3 separate regions of the Sus scrofa genome follow, and regions 1 and 2 are each linked to region 3. Evidence: chromatin contacts called from public Hi-C and promoter capture Hi-C data. All regions are on one chromosome and are shown on one strand. Each heading gives the region's core, a stretch centred on a gene start, on an enhancer-like site or on the middle of the called end of the contact. The rest is flanking DNA. Distances are from core to core; before and after follow the strand shown.

What was found. Promoter capture Hi-C pulls out the DNA fragments that hold promoters and counts their contacts. Hi-C and Micro-C count contacts between places; a contact is called where the count stands out from the background.
Region 1: a promoter capture Hi-C map of fetal liver shows a contact between it and region 3, with 3 times the contacts expected there. The contact joins the promoter of RTN3 here to the promoter of NAA40 in region 3. A contact is called at or near these places in 1 of 5 promoter capture datasets (fetal liver), 2 of 47 Hi-C or Micro-C datasets (omental adipose tissue and skeletal muscle) and 2 of 2 datasets of contacts at active chromatin or transcription factors (alveolar macrophages and skeletal muscle).
Region 2: a contact with region 3 is called in a Hi-C map of fetal skeletal muscle, with 2.5 times the contacts expected there. The contact joins the promoter of C2H11orf95 here to the promoter of NAA40 in region 3. A contact is called at or near these places in 3 of 5 promoter capture datasets (fetal skeletal muscle, liver and skeletal muscle), 14 of 47 Hi-C or Micro-C datasets (alveolar macrophages, brain, embryonic fibroblasts and 9 more) and 2 of 2 datasets of contacts at active chromatin or transcription factors (alveolar macrophages and skeletal muscle).

What each region holds. Positions count from the first base shown.
Region 1 is chr2:8,352,520-8,356,282 of Sscrofa11.1, forward strand. It overlaps RTN3 (reticulon-3), which reads right to left and starts at 2,401. Exons shown (of 11, transcript XM_021082903.1): 1 at 2,068-2,401. The coding sequence starts at 2,209.
Region 2 is chr2:8,280,244-8,283,549 of Sscrofa11.1, forward strand. C2H11orf95 reads left to right here and starts at 1,797. Exons shown (of 6, transcript XM_003122601.4): 1 at 1,797-2,004; 2 at 2,007-2,021. The coding sequence starts at 1,884.
Region 3 is chr2:8,128,530-8,131,848 of Sscrofa11.1, forward strand. It overlaps NAA40 (N-alpha-acetyltransferase 40), which reads right to left and starts at 1,546. Exons shown (of 8, transcript XM_021082889.1): 1 at 1,268-1,546. The coding sequence starts at 1,273.

The DNA of each region.
Region 1 (3,763 bases), core at 1,151-3,650, 220 kb after region 3:
CAGTCAGGACACAAGTGTTTCCTGCAGGCACCAAGTGACCACTTACACTTCCTTTTTTAATTTTGGGAAGTCTCTAAAACCAAGACAAGCTTGGTGAAAGAAAGTAAAGCTGAAGGTTATCGTCAACACTTCTACATTTTTTTAAACAATCAAGGTAGATTTTTTAAGAATCCTTTTTCAACTAATCAAATTTTGGAATAACAAATTTCATCTTATTTTCATGGTGCAGAAGCCTGAGACATTTCCTCTGAGAGATGGGAAAAACATTCTGCAAGGAGGAAGAGTTCTGCAATGAAACGATGACTATACACTGCAGTGTCTTAAGCTAAACTTTTCAATTCGTGACCTGACAAATAAGGATCTTGCATTGAATCCACTGTTAACGATTTTTAGACAATATTAATACATATTTGCAATGGATAAGAGTTTAAGGTAGAGTATCAGATTTATTTCTCAAGTGAATCAAAAATTTAAAATCAAGAGGTATGCCCAAGTGAACAGTAAGTAAGCCATGACAAGTGATTAAAGCCAAAACACCAAGTTGCTAAGTATATAGGAAAGCTGCTGTTCATCTGGATCTTTTCCCAGAACACAAAAATTTGAAGAAACAGTGGTGGTTTAAAGGGGACAAGGGTTCTAAATTTGCTGCCTCATTCCTTTATCTGGACAGCTAATCTTGACATTACAGAAGCTTCCTCTGATAGGGTTCTACTGAAACGGCCATAAGCACACTGGAAAATCCAAATGGGTACCAAAGCTCTTATGTGGAAATCCACTGTTGAAAATTCACATAGAGAATATTTTTAAAACTCAGATCAATTCTGTCCTTTAGAACAATCAACCCAAGATTCTGCCAAAAGAGACAATGAAGTATTTAGAAACCTCTCCAAATCCTTTAAGGTGACTAAATAAAGAGCAAAATTATCTGTACTCTCCTGAGCTTATGGCCCTTCCTTTAACAAAAGGCTTTTTTTTTTCTTCGAAGACTGAGTTCCTTTAAGAACCACCACCACCTGCTCATGGTGCATTTTTTTTTTTTTTTTTCAGGAAGGCATCTGCACTGCAGATCTCTGCACGAGGGGAGCTTGCCAGCCAGCTCCCACCAGCAGGCAGACGCGTATACAATGGAAACTAAAAGCGGCCTGCAGCTTCCCTCCTAGTCTTTCACAGTGATGGGAGGAGAAGGGGGTTCAACCAGACCCTGCTTTGTCTGAATCTTCTCTCCCTCCCCTCTTTCTGCGGTAACCCCCCCCTTTTGTTATATTTCGATCATTAACAGCCAACGGAAAGCATGAAGTTAAAACAGGTTGATAGCTTGAAATGACTCTATTCCCGTCTAGAATATAAGAAGCTAATTACATGTCCCCACCCCCACGCCGCGCCAGTGAAGAGCAGGCTGTGTTGCAGATGCAGCCACGGATCCATCTTGGACCATCAGCGGCTCCCTCCCAAATCTTCCCTGAGATATTCTCATCACGCCTCCCTCTACCCCGCAGCCTCAGAAAAATCAGGCATTTAGAGTCTGGCCGCAAAAAATCTAAGGAAGATGAAAACAGTATAGAAAACACTGTAGCGTGTTTCCATGAAACTTCCTCATCCTCCCCACGGGCAACCAAAAAAAAAACATTTTTTTTGGAAGACTACCATGCATGTCTGATTATGTCAACACCTGCCTGCGTGCCTGCAATGCAACCCTTTCACCGCCATCCCCTCGAAATCGTTAACGAATCATCTCTTCGACCACCAACCTGCCCCAATCCTCTCAATCTCGCTAATGCTCCACTAAATCACCCCGGTTCAGTGGACGGCTCGCCCGCACTAATGTCCTTCCCCACCTGCACCGTCTTGGCGTTAACGCCCACTCTCTAGAACATCCCCTCCCCCAACCTGTTTTCCTCACACGCCGTTATTTCCTCACCACCAGCACCACCTTACACGCCCTCCCCTTAGCCCATTTTCCAGACGCTCGTTCCTGGGGGCTAAGGCCCCCGTAGGCAAGGGTGACTCGCCGGCCTCACCCCCCAGGACCCCCCCCCAAGCTTAAGGTCCCCCCACGGCGCGCCTCACCCGCACAGGAGGAGCCGCAGCTCTTCGCCCCCAGGGCGGGGCAGGCTCCCGGGCTCCCACCGCCGCCACCGGGCGCAGAGGACTCGGCCCCGGAGGACGACGAGACGGACGGGGACTGAGTGGCCGCCGACAGCTCCGCCATGGCTGCGCGAGCAAGGGAGGGAGAGGGGTGAAGAGAGCTGTGGGACGGGAGAGAGGAGGGGAAAGAGAATAATCGAGTCCGGCAGCTAGCTCTCCGAAGTCGCTTCGCCCCTCCTGCTCCGAGGACAGACTCCGACAGACTGACTGACTAAGCCCAGCGCCGCGAGAGGGCGGGAGCGCGAGCGCGCAGGCGCACAAAGGACCCTCGGGCGGGCGGCGGTCGCCTTGAGGCACCCAGCGACGCAAGGCGCAGGCGCAAGAACAGTTCCCCCCCCCCCCGCCCTGTCCCCTCCGCTAAGCTCCTGCTGAGAAGGAGGGGCAAAACCCGCCCGGCGCGGCGTTGAGGCCGGAGGCCGGGGTGGGCCGCGCCCCTCAGGGACCGGGCGCAAGGGGCGTGGCCAAGCAACAAGCCCCGCCCACCACTGCGGGCAAAGTGGGAGGGGGGCCTGCGGTTTAGAGCTTCGCGGCTTTTTATGTGAATGCGTTGAGTAAACTGATTACGTGTTTTAACGGTAGAAATTTATTTTTGCTTCCATTAGTGGAGAATATTTTTCCTGCAAATTCTAGAGCCCAAGTCTTTTGTCTGATGCTTCCCCACCCCCACCCCCGTGACTCTAATAAAGTGAAAACCACAGTGAGGGCCCATTCTGCAAGGTGCTTTCTGAATTTTTCTGGATGTGTCATAATACCTCATCACCATGAGGCAGCCATGACACGATCTCCCATTTGGCAGTTGGAGAAAGACGCTGCACAGAATGAAAAACTATTACTCATTCCAGTCACATTGCATTGCAGCTGCAGAACCTGCTTCAAATTCTTATCGCCTTAAAAAGAGGGGTCCACCTTGGGTCCTAAGGTTGTCCGTTTCTCTTAATAGACTAACAGGTAGAGAAGACATGTTCTGATTGAAAAAGAGCTGAGCTAATGAGAAAAAAAGAGCCAGGAGATAACATCCCGGCTCTGGTTATGGGGGATGGTAAAATGAAAAATGACGTAGTAAAAATTGAGAACGTGGCCCAAAAGACACATAATTCAATTTTATTCGTAGCCTAAAAGGCGTCCTTAACAGAAACTGTATTTGAAAGCGGATATCTAGCTTATGCTGGATTTTGTTCATTTTTTGGCTTCTCTTCCATTGGCTTGCAAAAGTCTCCATATACCTGGTCAAACGATTTGAAATGTGCACTATTCTTTTAAAAGGGGGAAAGTAGACTGGAAGTAATAAAAAGCAAGGCTATAGGCCTTGTTATTGCTAAGGCAGCAATCGATGACCTGATTCGGCAATTGCAGGATCAGCAGATCCTGTAAAGATGCAACCTCATGAAGGCGGAGGTAGTCAGCCAAGCAGTCTCACAGAGGAAAAGGGATCTGACCAGTGGAAATCTTCTAGAACAGGCAGTGGACTACATCTGCCCTTGACAGGTTTTAAGGTCAGGTAAAGCCCAGACAGGAAAAAAAACTCCTGGCTTTTGAAACACTCTAAAAAAGGCACAGAAGAATATTTCCCAAAATAACTTCATGGCAAATATCTTACTCTGGCACTTACAGCATCAGT
Region 2 (3,306 bases), core at 547-3,046, 150 kb after region 3:
TTTTGAAAAACCATACTTAGGAACGTGTGAAGGTCAGGTCTGCGTCTTACTTTCCCTTTGTGTCCCTGGCCTGGCATAGGTGAGGTACATGTCAAGGAAGGAATGCCCCATTTCACTGCCCCATCAGCTCCAGGGCCCCTGCCCCAAGTGGGTAAAGAAGCGCAGCTTTTTCTGGAGAAAAAGGCCAGCGGTGGAGAGAGCAGGGCTGTAGGATGGAGTCCCTGTCGACCCAAGGTGACATCTTTCACAGGTCATCATGGGGACTGAGGAAGAGATGGGACACTTCCAATGGTGCTAGACACCTTTTAGGCATTTTAGACATTTTAGTTCCTGGCCCCTCTTCACACTTAGGACACAGGCTTCCTGTCTTCCAATTAATTTACTATTTCCATTGGCTCCCGAAGGGATGGAATTGTTTCTTTTTTATAAGTCTTGGGTGCTAAGTCAGGAACAGTATCAGACTTTCTTGTTCACTGCTGTCTGCCCAGCGCCTAGGAGCATGCTGGCACACAGTAGGTGTGGAATAAGCAAAGGAATGAGTCCAGGGTGACTTTAACGGATTGCTGGGCACCTCCCCAAGGAAGAGAATAAAACCCACCTCTAGATAATAAGACCCTGCATGGCCTCCTGCACCCTGTAATTTGGATCTCTAGGAATCGCCTTTGTTGTGGGCGACCAACCACAGGCAAAGAAAGCACCTGCTCCTCCAGCTGGTCCCCGCGGAAGGACCCCAGGCTGCCGCACTCCTGGCTGCTCCTCTAATCCCTCCTCTCAGCTTTCGGGGACCTGAGGGGCTCCAAGGCTTCCGGGGGCTCGCACCCAGGGTCCGCCCCAGATCTTCCCAGCTGTGGTGGCACGCGTCCCCAAGTGTCCGACACCACGCCCGGGGCCAGCGTTCTTCGCCTCCTCATGCAGAGGGTCTAAGGCCCCGTCTAGGGCTTCGTCTGGCAGCCCCGGCCTGCGAGGACTGGAGCCTGAGTCACCGCGGCACACGCCCTCTGCTCCCGGCTTCCATCCTGGGGCCACCTCCTCCCGGCAGCGTCGGGCCGCGGCGAAGCCAGCTCTCGCCGGGTCTACTGCGCGCCCCCTCTCCCCGGCCTGAGTCTCTGCGGCCGCGGTCCCCGCCCCAGCTAGCTCCGGGGGAGCTTCGCCCGTCCCCCCTCCAATGCAGAAGACCGAAATCCCAGCGCTCGCGGGCGGCTCCCGCGGGAGGGGGCGCGGCCGCCCCCGCGGCTCCACCCTTTCGGCGGGGCAGCAGCCATCAGGGGCCCCTGCCAGTCGTGTCCGCTCTGGGGCCCGCGCCGAGCTTGCGCGGGAGGAGGCAGCCCCTTGCAGGGACCCGGGCCTCCCCACCCGGCGACCTTCCAGCCAGCGCCTGTGCGGGGAGCTGGGCGCGGAGATGCCCCGAGGGGGCAGTGGCTGCGAGCCGAACCGGGGTGGAAGCGCGTCGCAGCAGACGAAGCGCCCCTGGCCACCTCGGTGACCCTTCAGAAGCCGGGACCTGAGCCCGGGAGGCGGCGGCGCGGGTCCGCGAGGTCCGTGATTCTAACGTCCGCGGCGGGCACCGGCTGCTGAGCCTTGGTCTGGCTCGTCGCCTCCCGCCTCTCCCCCCAGCCCCCCTAGAGCTGGCAGGAGGAAATAGCGCGCGGCCCCTTTAAATTTACCCAGGAGCCCTTAAAGGAGCCCCAGGGGCCCCAGACAGGAATCCCCACCCCGGTCCAGCCCGCGCCGCCGAGCTAGCAGCCAGCCGTCCGTGCGGCCGGCCGCCCCGTGCATGCGCCCCGCGCCCCGGGGCCCCGCGCACCGAGCGCCGCGTGCGGGCCGCCGTCGGCCCCGCGGCCCCACGCCCCGCCGCCCCGGGGCCCCGCTCTGCAGCGCAGCGCATGGAGCCCAGCGGGGACCACCGGAGCCGGAGCGGCGGCGGCAGGGGCGGCCCCGGGCCAGCAGCGGCCTCGGCACGGGGCCGACGGCTGCCGCCCTCTGGATCAAGCGGCGGCGCGGAGCCGAGGAGGACGACGGCGGTAAGAGCTGGCTGGGGCCGGCAGCTCGGGTGGGGGCCCCGGCATGGGGGAAGGGAGGGCTGCGGCTCCGGGCTCCGGGCCCCTCTCCGCCGCCGAACAAAGGGGGGGACGCGGGCAGGGCGGCCGGGGGCGCCACCTGGCGGGCGCGGATCGCGGCTGCGGGGCCAGTCGGGGAGCCCCCCGCCCTGCTCCCGGGGTTGGCCCGCGGGGCTCGGGCGGATCCCCTCCCCCTTAAAGGGCCCCGAGGCCCCCGCCTTGGAGGCCAAGCTGGGGGGCCCCGAAGGGCCCGGCCAGGCGCCACGGGGCACGCGCTCTAGGCTGTTGGCTCGCGGCCCCCGCCCCTTTCTCTTTCAGACTCCCAGGTGGTCTCCCTTATCCGGCTGTCTCTTAAAAGTCTGCTCAGACATTGGGTCTCTTTCCGGGCTTCCCCTCAGAAGAACTGAGCTGGGGACTCCGCTGCTTTAAGTTGGGCTGTCTTCTCTTCTGTGGCCTTGCCTAGAGAAAGGAACCCTTTTCCCCCCGCTGCGTTCTCTCTGGGAAAGAGCATGGCTTGCGCCTCTTGGGGACCTACCGGTACCTTCCCAACGGCGGGCAGTTTTTGAAGGGATGGGCTCGCCCACAAAGGCATACACCCCTCCTGTCCGCGCGTTATCCCCTCCCTTCTTTTCAGAACATTTGCCACAATTTGTCAGCTATAGCGGGACCAGCCGGTCCTCTTCATTGCTCTCAGAGGAGACTGTTTCTTCATCCCTCTGCTTCAGGGTCAACGCCTTAAGACCCCCGAAGCTTCTGTCCAGCTTGGGAGATTCTGTCCTAATCCCCGAGCTCCCCTCCCAGAAACTCCCCATCCCCTTTTGTTTTTAAGGAATCCCAGCTCCTCCCCTTTTTTCGGCTCTTAAAGGGCCAGTCCATCTTAGACTAACATATCCAGCGCTGGAAGGATGCTCAGAGACCAGCTAGCTATCCTGTGCCTTTGCAGACAAAGACGCTTAGGCCCAGAGAGCGGACATGACCTATCAAAGGTCACAGAGCAAGTTACCAGTGAAGCCAGGAGTCGAACCAGGTTTCTAACCCTGAAAGGAGTGCTTTCTTTTTCTTTGGATCTCCCTAGATCCAAAACCAAACAAAACCACAGTGATGACAGGGGCCCTCTCTGATCCTGCCTTTTGTTTCCTAGACCGTGAGATTCTCCACTGGGAGAATGACCACACCTGTCCATTCGGCATATGTGGTCAGGAGGCCCTTTTTTTAATAAAATAGGGTCCAAACTGTAGGGAGGGTGGGG
Region 3 (3,319 bases), core at 296-2,795:
TTAATAACAGTAGGGACAAACTGAAGTTAAAAATAGCACAAATCTATTTTAGATTACCAAAGGCTGAGAATACAGGCAAAAATAACAACCACTGCTATTTAAGAGGCACCTATGTAGTTGTCTACATCCACCCTCTCACTGGATCCTCACAACTCTCCTAAGAGGGAGGTATCATCAGCCTCGTTACAAAGACAAGGAAATTCAAGTCCCCAAAGGCCATGTCACTGGCACACTATCATGCCACTGGCCAGAGAAGATGAGGCTGGAATGGAGGTCTCTCTGGCTCCAAAGTCAGGGCTTCCTAAAGGTGGTGGAAATTGGATGGAAAAAACTAAGATACAGGGTATTGGGGAGAGCCAGTTACAGTCTTAGCAGAGTGATGCTGCTCTAACTGAGATTTAGGAAGATGAATTCACAGAAAAATGAGAATAAGTTCCTCCCAACTCTCTTCCAGCACATGCCAGGGGAGGCCATAAAATGTACCTCCAGGCGGCCTCCTGCAAAACAGGAGGTCACTATCCATCCGTGGCTGGGCCCATGACCGGTGACCCTCCACTGGCCCCGGGCTCACCTTCTGTACAGCCACCCGCAATAAGAAGACAACTAACAACCCAAGTAATAAGACCCACGTCAGTGCATCTGGGAGCCTTGAAAGCAGGCCTCTGTCGAAAAGGAAGAGAATGTTTTCGGAGCGGGAAGAACCTGGTGGAGACATTTCAAAAGAAACCGGGGAAACTAGCTTCGCTGGGAATCCCAGTAGTGGGAAGCGCAGCGGCCAGGGATTCGGGAGGCCTGAGTCGGGGTCTGGCTCCCAGTCACCCCCTGTGTGACCTTGGCTGGGTGCCCTGCTTCCCTCCAAGCCAGTGTAGGCCTAGAATGTGGGAAGCCGCGAGGCCGGTGCAGCCGGGTGATGGGTGACCCCTGGGGGCGGGGGGGGGGGAATAACCCAGGGACTGTGCGGGGGTCTGGGGGAGGCCAAGAAGATAACACATCCTGGAGGAAGTGAGAGGTGGGCGCGACGCGAGGGGCAGGGGGCACCGAGGGGGTGGGGCCCGGAGAAGGGGGCTCCCCAGCAGATTCCCGGGCTGGGCTGAGCGTGGGGACACTCAGTCTGGGGAGGTCGGGTCATGTGGGGGTTGGGGGTCACGTGAGGCCGGAGGGGGTCGGCGTCACGTGAGAGGGGGTTCAAGGAACAAAGGGGGCGCAGGGGGCGAGAGAAGCGGGGAGCCCGTCTAGCCTTCGCGCCTCCTGTCCCTGCCTCACTCACCCCCATGGCGGCAACGGCGGCGGTGGCCCTCAGTTCCTCCTTCCCACACTTGCCGGCAGGGAGGCGGCAACGGCGGCGGCGGCGGCAAAACCTGAGCGGCGGCGGGCCCCGCACCACGCATGCGCTTCGCGGGCTCCCCGCGCGCCCCGGCGGGCACCGCGCCGGCGCAGAGCCGGGGGAGGGGACGAGCCGGGGGAAGGCGCGCAGGTGGAGAGCCGGGGAGGCGGGCAGAGGGTCTCGCACCCGATAGAGGCAGAAGGCGCAGAGCGGCGTCGCTCTGGGGATGACGTAGACAGGGCCCGCCCACCCCTCGCCAGGCTGTGAGTGTAGCTATGGCAACGTCCCGGGAGAAGCGCGCCCCTGGACAGCTGGCTGGGTGGCAGCGCGGTTCCCGAGCTTCGCTCCCTCTCTGCTGCGGGCCAGGGTCTGCCGACGAACAGCCACCTTTCCCAGCCTACCGAACGCATGGAGACCTCTGAAATACCAGCCCCTCCTACAACTCTCGGGCAAAGAGCAAGTCTTTGGGGAAAAAGTCTTTGCCACCTTTTGGTCTTTTATCTAGGTTCCCAGGCTAGGGGTCCAATTGGAGCTCAGCTGCCGGCCTATGCCACAGCCACAGCAACGCGGGATCCGAGCCGCATCTGCGACCTACACCACAGCTCACGGCAACGCCGGATCCTTAACCCACTGAGCGAGGCCAGGGATGTAGCCCTTGTCTTCATGGATACTAGTCAGGTTCCTTAACCACTAGATCTTAAACTCTTGAAATTCCTTTTCTAACCAGAGTCATTCATCCATCTTCTAACTATTCATTCGCTCTCTCAGTAAACATTGACTAGCAACTACGCCTACGCTGTGCAGAGCCCAGGGGGCATAGAAAGGCGCAAGATACTCTCGCAGTCCAAAATTACTGTTTAGAAGGAAGACAGACACGACTGTTTAATGGAGAGTGGAAGGTGCTGTGAAAATGAGACATAAGGCGCCCTGGACCATATTAATTTCAGTCTATCCCAACAGACCAGTGTGCCCCCCACTTGACCTGCCTCAGAATCGCTTGAGCCTGTGTGCTGTGCACACCCCCGGGGGCCTCCCCTAGAATCTTCAGGGGTGGAGCCAGAGTCTTCCCTTCTAAGAGTTCCCCAGGTAGGGACGTACTCATGACAGTCAGAGAACTGCTGCCCAAGACAAGCTTCATAGGCTTTGTCAGGTTTTGCCCCTCATCCCATCTTCAGTGCTCAGCGCAGTGGTGGCCCCCAAAGAACCAGGCAAGCAACACCTGTTGAGTGTCTACCATATGCTACACACACTGTTGCAGAAATCAATGCAAATAAAAAAGAGAAAAGGCACTGTCCTCATAGAACTTGTATTCTGGAAGGAAAAGACAGATAATGAACTGAATGAACAGGTAAAATACATACAGATGATATAGGGTCTACAGAGGAAAACAAAGCAGAGAAGCCACATGGGGAAAGCTGGGTTTCTCGTTTTAACTAAGATGTTCAGGGAAGGCAAACATGAGGTGACATCTGAATCAAGATCTGCTGGAAATGAGGGAGAAAGCCACAAGGCTACCCCGGGGGAAAGGCATTCTAGACTGAGGGTACAGCTAATGTGAAACTCCCCAGTAGGAGCACAACTGGAATGCTGGAGGAACTAGTACGACGTGGCTGGAGCACAGTGGGGCCAGCGGGAGAATAGTGGGAAGTGAAATCAGACAAGTAAGGAAGGATCATTTAGGGCTTTGTAGGTTTTTGTTTGTTTGTTGAGGGCCAAACCTGTGGCATATGGAGGTTCCCAGGCTAGGGATTGAATCAGAGCTGTAGCTGCCAGCCCACACCACAGCCACAGCAATGCGGGATCTGAGCCACATCTGCAACCTACCCTGCAGGTCACAGCAACACCAGATCCTTAACCCAGTGAGTGGGGCCAGGGGTCAAACCCGCATCGTTATGGATACTAGTCGTGTTCATTACCACTGAGCCACAACAGGAACTCCTAGGGCTTGTAGGTTTTAAAAGATTTAGCCAGGACTAGAGTGAGCTGAGATGCCAT